2 separate regions of the Zea mays genome follow, and region 2 is linked to region 1. The links are chromatin contacts, called in public Hi-C maps. All regions are on one chromosome and are shown on one strand. Each heading gives the region's core, a stretch centred on a gene start, on an enhancer-like site or on the middle of the called end of the contact. The rest is flanking DNA. Distances are from core to core; before and after follow the strand shown. Region 1 holds the start of LOC103635837 (O-methyltransferase ZRP4-like). Region 2 holds the start of LOC100127519 (ZCN8 protein).

Region 1 (5,374 bases), core at 1,487-3,986:
GTTGCCAGAGTAATCTAGATGGGACACCGGTCTTGTTCCTTCGTAGCCTGAGGCAGCTAGCTAGGGGTAGGGTAATGATGTATCCCCTGTGGCACAGTCGGTCCGAGGCCGAGGTCGAGGTCGGGCGAGGCGGAGGCTTCTCCTGAGGCTGAGGCCGAGGCCTGGGGTCGGGCGAGGCGGAGACCTTCTCCCGAGGCCGAGGCTGAGGCTGAGGCCTGAGGTCGGGCGAGGCGGAGCTCCCTGTTGCGCCCGAGGCTGAACTCGGGGGAGGTCGTGACTTATTGTCGTTAGTTTTACCCTAGTGGTTGGCACAGTAGTCGGAACGGGGTGAATAGTGTCCTTTTTTCCTGTCAGAATGATCAGTAAAGGGGCGAAGTGACTGCGGTCATTTCGACCTTGCCGACTGAGGTGCGCATGTCAGGATAAGGTGTTAGGCGATTCCCGCATTAAATGCGCATGCGATACGGTCGGTTAGTAAGGCGATTTGGCCGAGGTTGTTGTACGACAAAGTTTGCTCGAGCTTGGCCTCGGGCGAGCCGGGGGTGCGTCTACTACCTGAGGAGGTCCTCGGGCGAGGCGTGAATCCGTCCAGGACTACTGTTCTTGCCCGAGGCCGGGCTCGGGCGAGACGAGGTCGCGTCCCTTGGCTGACGAGGCCTTGACTCGAACCGTGCTTATCAGTCTTTACGGTTTATTCTAAAGATGTTTTCCAGCAATGTTAAGGAGTATTGGGGGTACCCCTAATTACGGTACCCGACAATAGGCTTGTACAAAGCTAAAATGATGATCAAGATGAGGAGCACCTCAAGAAATACAATACAAGATTCATTAGGATATACAACAACATGCAAGAATCCAAGACACAATTTGGACCAATAGAGTATCGTTTACATGCTTGATGATTAATAATGTTTTGTTACCCAACCCCTTTTGAAACCATTTGCACGAAGAATTGTTTCAAATAGGCATACCAAACTCAAGGGCCCTATTTTAAACTATAAAAGATTTTTGGAGTTTGAAAATATGACTTGAAAATTTGGAATTTTCAAAACCAGATGTTGCCTCACGTACACTTTCTTTTATATGTAGTCATTCAAGAAAACATTCTTAACATCCATTTGTAAAAAAGTTTGAAGCCTTTTGATACCGCAAATGCTAAAATAATTCTAATAGCTTCTAAATGGACTACAGGGTCCAAGGTCTCATTATAATCCATCCACTCTTTCAGTAAAAATGTTGGGCTACTAATCTAGCTTTGTTTTACACTACGATCTTATCTTCCACTTTTATTTTTTTTAAAACATGTCCTCCTATGAGGTGGCAATCTTTTGGAAGTAACTTGGTTTCGTTCAAAGTTTCAAGGTCCTCAAGCATAATATAGACCCAAATCGAATCTAAAAGTGCATGCCCAACATCTTGAATCTAAAAAAAGCAGAATAACCAAAGCGTGAGATTTGTGACTTGGATCTTAGGGTATCTTTAGTAGACTTACTCATCTTGTCTCATCTTCTGTTTCAAATTCTACTATGTAAATACTGTAGTTTATGGTGTAAAAAAGTGTTTTTGTACATTTATACGCATAATCCACTCGTTATAGCCTTAGGATATATGTACAACCCACCTAAATGAGGTGTCTTTTGAGGAGTCTTTAGGGAGCTAAGTAAAAAAAAATCAAGAGACAAACTCTTTGCGAAGAGTCCGTCTCTATACGACTCTATATACATATTGTGTTTTGACTGTATTATGATTTAGGTGCTCAGAGTTGTATCATATAGTGTGTTTTGTACGTTTATATGCACAATCTGCTAGTTATAGCCTTAGGGCATATACAACCCACCTAAAGTGTATCTTAAGGGGTATCAAGAGAGTAAATGAAAAAAAAACACAGAAGACGTATCTTGGTGAAGTAACGTCTCTAGCATGGTTCTTTAAGTATGGATACAGTTCCACCCATACAACCCACATAAATGAGCCTTATCTTGATGGTTTTTTGGGTTGTATGAAGAAGTTTTCTATATACATCTAGTGCTCGAAGAAACGTAACCTAGTATCTATATCTAGGTTGTACATGCCCTCTCTCGCGATTCTCACCGATCAGGGTATCTTAAATGTGCAAAGGTTGCCTCACTATCCAAGGTCATGTGCCCAATGTCCCCTCAATAGCATTTTATTCTCCTCAGCACTAGCTATAGAAGCGGCTCGAATAGCTGAGGAGAATAGTAGTGAAGGTGGTCCAATAGTTATGTAAATTTTAGCTCTCTAAATCATAGATTTAAGAAGTTGCTAAATGACTTTTGGAGTAAAAAAATATGAGTTCTCCAATAGTTCTCTAAATATAGGTTGTAATTTTGTTTTGTATTTATCCACATAAAAAATAAGTCACAAAAACTATATAATGCAGTCAACATTTTTGTTTAGTGAGTTGTTAAATGGTTGCCAAATGTAGAGAGAAAATGAGGTTAGATGACAAGTTGTTAAATTTAGAAAGTTCATTTAGAGAACTGTTGGAGAATAGTTTTCATGTTAACTACCTAAATTATTGATTTAGAAAGTCTTTTAGAGAACTACTGGAGTTGCTGAACGGTAACCGATGGAATCAGCTTTATTTGTGTCGGCGCCCATCATCATGCTTTTATAACATATACTACTATAATTTATGATTATATTTATCATAAATCTATATTAAATCACGTATCAGGGAGTTATAGTAATCTCTTGAACTAGTATATATACACATGACGCTGCGCGTTACTTGTGTCTCCATTCCCACCTCTCGTAGAAGCAAAGCTCGACAGTAGCTACCACACCACTTGACTTCACCATGGCACTCGCCGGCATCACCAACCAGGACTTGCTCGACGCACAGGTTGAGCTATGGCACAGCACCTTCGCCTACATCAAATCCATGGCACTCAAGTCCGCCTTGGACCTTGGCCTCGCCGACGCCATCTACCACCACGGCGGCAGCGCCACGCTGCCGCAGATAGTTGACAGGGTCACGCTCCACCCGTCCAAGACCCTCCACCTGCGTCGCCTCATGCGCGTGCTCGCCACCACGGGCGTGTTCAGCGTCCAGCACCCATCGCCGTTGGGTGACGACAGCAGCAGTGCCAGTGACAGTGAGCCTGTCTACAAGCTCACAGCAGTGTCCGCCCTCCTGGTCGGCCCGCGCCGCAGCCACGTCCCGCTCGCCGCCTTTGTCGTCGACCCGGCCCTCGTCACGCCCTTCTTCGAGCTCGGCAAATGGCTCCAGCGCGAGCTTCCCGGCCCGTGCATCTTCGAGCACGCGCACGGCCAGACCATCTGGGAGCACGCCAACGGTGACGCGGCCTTCAACGCGCTCCTCAACGACGGGATGCTCTCGGACAGCCACTTCATCATGGACATCGCCAGCAAGGAGTGCGCGCACGTCTTCCAGGGGATAAGCTCCCTGGTCGACGTCGGCGGAGGTCTCGGCGCGGCCGCGCAGGCCATCTCGCTGGCGTTCCCGGGCGTCAAGTGCAGCGTGCTAGACCTCGACCACGTCGTTGCCAAGGCTCCCAGTGACACTCAAGTGAGCTACATCGGCGGCGACATGTTCGAGTCTGTACCGCCGGCAGATGCCATGTTCCTCAAGGTAATTAAAGCCATCTCTCCTGTTGCACTGTATGTTTGCAGTACCTTGTACTTGTTGTAGATTGTAATATAAAATATTTTTTAAAATTATAAACCATATTGACTTCGCTAGACATAGCATATATATATATATATATATATATTGCATTTTCTCAAATTAAAATTCGTTTTAGGTTCATATAACACACTTTTATATATATATATATATATATATATATATATATATATATATATATATATATATATATATATATATATATATATATATATATATATATATATATATGATTTATATATATGTCTAAGTTCATCTTTATCTATTTGAATATAGACGTAAAAACCAAGAGTCAAAACGACTACTATTTTAAAAATGAGGAAGTATATTTTAGAACAGAGGAACGAAGCTTTAGTCTATTAACAGCTGAATGAAAAAAAATCTTGATAAACTAGAGCGCTTCACTGTTGGATGTCAACATTGTCTTGATAAAGAGGAAAATGAAAATGACTTGAAAAATTGAGGTTCCCAAATTAATTAGCACTAAAGTTGAATACATTCTGTCGGGGGAAAATAACATGACGACAGAGACAAACGAACCAGGCCCCCTTTTTTTCATGTAAGATGCTGATAACGATATATACTACTTTCCCGGGGCACGTGCATCACGCCACATCATTTTCTTATAGAAAGTAACTTACTGCTTTATTGGTTGACTGGGCGTCACAGACCAGGCTCGTGCCATCCAGACTGGTTAGAAACTGAAGTTTTTAACTCATGAGCAGATGCAGTAAAACAGTCTTAAAATAAATTATTTTACATCCACTCGTGTGGCTCACGCTTCAAATATACAGGCAACCAAACAAAGACTTAAATAAAATCAATGCGCGCAGTGACGCAGGACGAGACAGTACGACTAACCAATCAGACAGTTAATGTGTGTCTGAAACTGAAGTGGTTGTACCGCACCATATACTTGTAAATGGAGCAATTAAGTAGCCATGCACTTGCTTTTTAAACAAGCTGTCACAACTCACAATGGTACCCGTAGCTTTCTTTTGTGATTGCGTTAGTGGCAAGTGCATATATAGAAAGCAAAAAACACATGCTGATGCAGAAAAGAGTGGAGTTGTCAGATGTAAACAGTGGCTATTTGATTTCAGTGGGTTCTGCATGACTGGGGCCACGAGGAGTGCGTGAAGATACTGAGGAACTGCAGGAAGGCCATCCCTCCGAGGGAAGGAGGAGGGAAGGTGATAATCATCGACATGGTGGTCGGGGCTGGGCCGGCGGACCCGAGGCACAGGGAGATGCAGGCCCTGTTCGACCTCTACATCATGGTCGTCAACGGCATGGAGCGGGACGAGCAGGAGTGGAAGCGGATCTTCGTCGAGGCCGGGTTCACCGACTACAGAGTCACGCCGGTCCTCGGCGTCCGCTCCATCATCGAGGTGTACCCTTGAACGAACGAACGAACGAACGTCGTCTGGTGCCATGTGTGTGTGTTTTTGTGGGGGGGTCATCCTCTATTTTCTTTTTTGGTTTGTTTCTGCATTCTGAAGACACGGACAGTGCTCTCTGCTCACGGCACATGCTGATGCTGTTCTTGGTTTTTATCTCCCACCATTGTCTGCCGGTACCCCCTCCTCCGGATTAGGTTACCCTTGATAAGGAAGGATATACTCCTTATTTAATGGCCAAATGAACATCTCTAGTTCTTAAAGGCAACTTGAGCCTTCAAAAGGCAAGGTTACCTACAATCCC
Region 2 (5,374 bases), core at 2,119-4,618, 500 kb after region 1:
TGAGTACAAGCTCTAGTATTCCTAGTTTGGTATTGAGACATTTGGAGCTAGGGGTGAAAATGAGCAGGCTTGGCTCGACTCGGCTCATCCATTTGATGAGCTTGAAAAACCGATTCGCTCCTGACTCACGAATCGGCTCGCTGAGGCAACGAGATTAGTTATAAACGTGAATTTGCTCTCTAAATTATAATATAAAATATTAAAAATGTTTAAATAACTTATTTTAAATTGGTAAAATAAATATATTACTAATATAATATAGAAAATATATTAATTTTATATAGTAATCTCAAATAACATAATTATATGATAATTAGAATTTTATATAATAAATTGTTGTTGGGTCGAGCCACGAGACAGCTCGCGAGCTGCATCGAGACGAGCTAAACTGGTTCGTAGTTCAGCTCGAGTTTGTTAGCCCAGCTGCTGCTACTGCCAGAGGCAGCTCGTCGATTTTTTTTTCCAGCTCCACTTGAGTCATGTGACGAGAAGATTTGCAGCTAGTATATCAGAACGGTGGATTTGGGCCCGAGTGATAGCGCCGGAGGAAGCGTGCTCCGTGTGGGCCCTCCCTCCGGAGCCCGCCCGCGACCGTTTCTGCCGCATGGAGGACCGCCGCCGCGTGCGGCGTTAGTCGGCCGGGCGGCCCCGCCTTCCAGTTCCAGCCGCTTGGAAGCCGTCGAGGTACTCCCCGCCGGCGTCCAACCTTACACAGTCCGTGTTACGGGGCTTGCCCGTGGCAGCTTCTTCTACCAGTGCGTGTGCGTCTACCTCCTTCTGGAGCCCACCCCCGAGGTTAAGCATCTCTTCTCCTCGTACTAGTTCCGTAGTTAAGTTTGTTTTGCTCCGAGTTTCAAACTTCCAGCAGGTTTGAAATCCAGAGGAAATGCTGATGCAGTATTGTATTGTGCTTGTGCATTGGGATCATTTGGCTCTCTTATATCAAATTATCTGAATTTTGTTAGGAGGTGGGAGCGAGCGATCACTGCTGTGCCGACTTCGGTTATAGGAGAAAAACTCGTGAGTGTACCAGCTGAATTCTGTTCCTGAGTGAAAAATCACATGCTATTGACTACTTAGTACTGACACTTGGTTGCCGCACGTCAGACTCTTATATGGAGACTTTACAGATGATGATGATGAATTGATGAGGAGGCAAAGAAGAAGATAGATGAGCTGATCAAGGATATCTGTGGAATAGAGTTTGATATCACTGAGCTTGTGCTTTATAGAAGGATGCCATAGATATAAGCTTGGAGTCATGGGAATTGGTGGAGGTGTGCCATCTTGAGAAGAAGTGATTAGTTTCCTCTCCAAGGTGATTCTGCTGTAAGTTAATTCTGAGAATTTGTAATGCTTTATAGCGTCTTGTTGACTACTTTCTAAGCAACTGGGGCACAATACTTTGAATGTGAATAAGGTATAATGTGCTCTTCTGATTGGAGCAAGGAATAATATACACTATGTGATGCTGTGATTGTTTTCCATGAAATATACTTTGGATAATTCAGACTGCTGAGTTTGTTTAATACCTGTTGAAACAAGCAGGTACTCTAGTAAGATCCTGAGACTGTACTTGCTTCTCCAAGGAGAATACTTTGTCTGATTAATCATGGAACATACTAGTAATATTGTGCTATATTCTGCTAAGAGACTAAGCTCTCAACCTTTCAAGTCAGTACAATCATAGTTTGAGATACATAACATTCAGCATATAGAGGTGGTGCATTGATTCAATATAGTGCACATTATTGATGATATTTCTATAGTGTGACCATGCAGTGGCCTATGGTTTCTACTCTTCCCTAAACCTTCTTCCGCCGGATCCACCTTCCCTTTGACAGTTGAAATATGTAGCGGTGGCAATGCTGAGGTGATATTGCCGTGCAAAGCTTCTGCAGTTGAAGTTGTGGCGCATTTCTGGTGCAAAAACTGTCCCCCTGCCAAGTTGACGGAACAGCACAAATACCAGCCTGTGGATGCCAGATCTTGGGTCCGGCCTCTCATAAAATATTAGCTCTTGGCCTGCGAGAGCATCCTGACATTATATACTGAATAGTTCAAGGAGCACTGAAGTATGTGGAAGCGTCGTCATTTATTGTTTTTAATTCTTTCAATTTAGACAAAGAGAAGCCTTTAAATATAGCTCCTCTTGTTTGACAAAATTAATGGCTGCTTTGTTTCCAATATCGGTTTCAAAGTCTCAGGTAAAATCGAGTATGAAAAAACTATGTAAACTAAAAAGTGTACTTGAGTAACTTTAGTATGGCAACTGTAAATGAACCTTAGTTCTGCTGAAATTGACACCTCAAGGTTACCAACCAATTAAAGAACAAACAGGGGCACTGTGAATCATACGTATACCAGTTTATTACACTGTTAAATACTTGTTTGTGTTTAATATCGATAATCCAGTCTCTAGTAATGGGCTGGATTGAAAGTGAGTTCTACCAGATTGCTTCTTTAGTTATGGTACTAAGTTAGTGGATTTCATGATATTACTATGCATGTAAGCGGTAAGCTGCCATATTGCATTCACCTAACAAGTTGGTCTAGCATTCAGCCTATGGTTGCTGATTTCATGTATTAATTGCATCCTTATCTGCATCAGTTCAATGGTAGCCAATAGGTCTGAGAAGCAAGAAGAGACTACAACCTAAGCTCCACAGATACTATATTCAGCAGAAACACAATGGAATGACAGATAACTATATGCATTCTTACCAAAGTTGACACTAGTTGTTTCTGGAATATCTGTCACCATCCTACACAATAGTGGACCAATATCATAATAAGGCAAAGCGAAAAAGAACCAAATCTAGGAAGTGGAACATATTGCGCTTTTTTTACCAGTGCAAGTACTCCCTTAGTGATGGATGGCTTGGACTTGGGGCATCCGGGTCAATCAGTACCTTTTCAAGTCGAAGACAAACAAGTTAGCATATATACATGTTTATATACTGCAAGATTTAGGCATTTTGTTCTTATTAAATTTGTTCAAACTAATATTGATAAATCCATTACAAAGTGCATAATACTTTTATGTGTAACATACCAAATGAATTGGCATAAATTCTCCAAAATGGTATCATTATCTGTAAATTGCTTGGCTTACCAGGGTGTAGAAAGCCCTCATGTCACTGCCACCGATATCGACTCGTGGTTTACTTACAACCGCGGATGGCTTTAGCTCAGCACTTGGCAGAAGTAGCCTATTGTTGTACGTTATTCTTAGTGGAATGGTTGGTGTAAAGGGATCCAATACATCCTGTATGACACGAGCCATAACCAAATGATCGGTTGCTGACATATATTGCAGAAAAATAACTCGCTAATGGTATTGGCCGTTGCTCTTATTAGAACTCTCAACTTCCTCCCTATGGGACTGAGGAAGCTGCAGTCTGAGCATGAACTATTTATACTGGAGTTGAGGAAGGCTGTCTTATTCAACTTCTAGCATTTGAGATACCATTGTCATGTCATACGTCACCCAGATAGCTGAATTGTGCTTCTTTGCCAAATCATGATCTCTGTGGTGTTTCAGGTTGCATATATGCTTTAGCAACTTAGTTATTAACATTGCTGGGGTTTGCTGGAGTAATAAAAGCATGTAAACCACTGGCAGCTTTAGTGCAACCAGCTGTAGTGGTGTGAACAATGAGGTGCATTTTAGTACGTTTTGTTTTCCTTGCAAGAGCATATCAGGTTCGACATTTCCCTCTTCTAGTCTAGTCTGAAAATTTGTGCTGCATACTCAGTGCATGTTCTTCCAAGTAAACGCCATACACTGGCGTTGAGCTGTATTTCCACTTGTTGAGAACCCACATGCTGTACAGAAGATCTATGGACTTATACCATTTAAACCTAGGGATCACAGATAAATCACAGTAGGAATAACGAAACACGTCGCATTTGCAAGGCTGTGATTGTGAGGTTGGGTGCATTAACACCATGAATAAGTGGAATCTTCAGCTGATGCTGATGAGGTAGTTCTCGTCATGGAAGGGACATGACTCTTCTGTTATTACCGAAGGAATGGCTGGAGCCTTTTCTTTTGTTCTGTGCAAGTACTTCAAATCTGAGCTAGTTCGATACTAGTTACTGCCTTCTTTGTGGTCTATTTGTTGCATGGGTGTTGTTTCTTCATTTGAATTCAGAAATTGCAGATGTCGCAAAGTAAGAATAGGAAAAAAAATTACAGCTGAATTACTTGAGTTTAGACCAGGAAGGCCTGGGTGGCTGGATTGGGTAGTGGGTACTGGGTAGCAAGGCGGTGAGCCATGGCGTCTTAACATCATTTACAAGGGGAGACTTGCTTCTGACAGGGAGAGTATCTAGTACTCTTGTTGAAGCAGGTTAAATGCAATTTTAGATGTCACCTTACGAGCAAACTCCCTTAGAATTTTTGAACCCTTTGTTTTGTTCTACGCAAAGTTTCGCCAAATGTCTAAGGTAGTTGGTGTCAGACTGAATCTGATCCTTGGTCTTTGGTGGGTTTCTATTTCTTCAGTTGCATATGATTTTTTTTTCTTCTTCTTCGATGTGTGTTTTTTTCTCGGGTTTGTTTGAACATGTACTGCGGCATAATATTATGGAATTACTATATATACATTTGTTCCCTGGCTGACTTGATTTATATTTCTCTGTGTAGTGTAGTGTTATGGAGTCCAGCAGGAGGCAAACATGCCCGCATGGTAATTTTTATTTCTCATGATGCATTAGGTTCACCTAGTGAGCTACATCCGTAGGATGACTTATCTGTATCGACAGATTCAGATTTGGTTTACACACGGTTTCCTGGGCGCACACTGGAAGATGACTAGAGCTTTTTCTTCATTCCATGATAACTCGATAAGGATTCTAGTCTGTCCCTCTCGCTAGCAAAGTACGATCCAGATGTTCCTTGGTCACATGGGGGGGGCGGGTAAATGTGAATATATACCTTAGAAGCTTTTTACTCTCTGTCGAGTCGTCCTATGACACTTTTCTGTGGGTATGGTCGAGTGACTGGGGATAATATCTGATTTATTTATTATTTTATTTTATTTTTGCCAGATGCTGAAGCCGAAGGAGCGGTGCGCTCCGTACTCCTCGGTCAATATTAAACATGAGAAAAGAAGAAGCATATCTTCCCCGGAGATAACAAAAAAATGTTCGCAAAAGGCACGCGATCCAATACGAGAACACTCGGAACACTGCTTTTGTATATCTTTACTGAGTGGACGATATTCGCCTGCCCTTGTGATTCTCTGTTTTGCTCGAATGGAATGGAATGTACATAGCCTGGTGTAGGTTTTCTTGCACATGCTGGTCGTCTAGATAGCCATCGTCAGGATCATGTGTCGCTGGACTTGTAATGAAAGTATATGATTTT

Evidence for each region. Hi-C and Micro-C count contacts between places; a contact is called where the count stands out from the background.
Region 2: a contact with region 1 is called in a Hi-C map of bundle sheath, with 2.2 times the contacts expected there. The contact joins the promoter of LOC100127519 here to the promoter of LOC103635837 in region 1. A contact is called at or near these places in 4 of 25 Hi-C or Micro-C datasets (bundle sheath, ear, leaf and 1 more).

The regions. Positions count from the first base shown.
Region 1 is chr8:126,173,382-126,178,755 of Zm-B73-REFERENCE-NAM-5.0, forward strand. LOC103635837 (O-methyltransferase ZRP4-like) reads left to right here and starts at 2,737. Exons shown (of 2, transcript XM_008658215.3): 1 at 2,737-3,616; 2 at 4,774-5,370. The coding sequence starts at 2,822. The coding sequence ends at 5,073.
Region 2 is chr8:126,677,068-126,682,441 of Zm-B73-REFERENCE-NAM-5.0, forward strand. It overlaps LOC100127519 (ZCN8 protein), which reads right to left and starts at 3,369. Exons shown (of 4, transcript NM_001112776.1): 1 at 3,116-3,369; 2 at 2,851-2,912; 3 at 2,725-2,765; 4 at 1,621-2,025. The coding sequence starts at 3,310. The coding sequence ends at 1,796. LOC103635847 (a long non-coding RNA gene) reads left to right here and starts at 354. Exons shown (of 5, transcript XR_004852027.1): 1 at 354-795; 2 at 966-1,020; 3 at 1,108-1,318; 4 at 4,657-4,694; 5 at 5,056-5,374.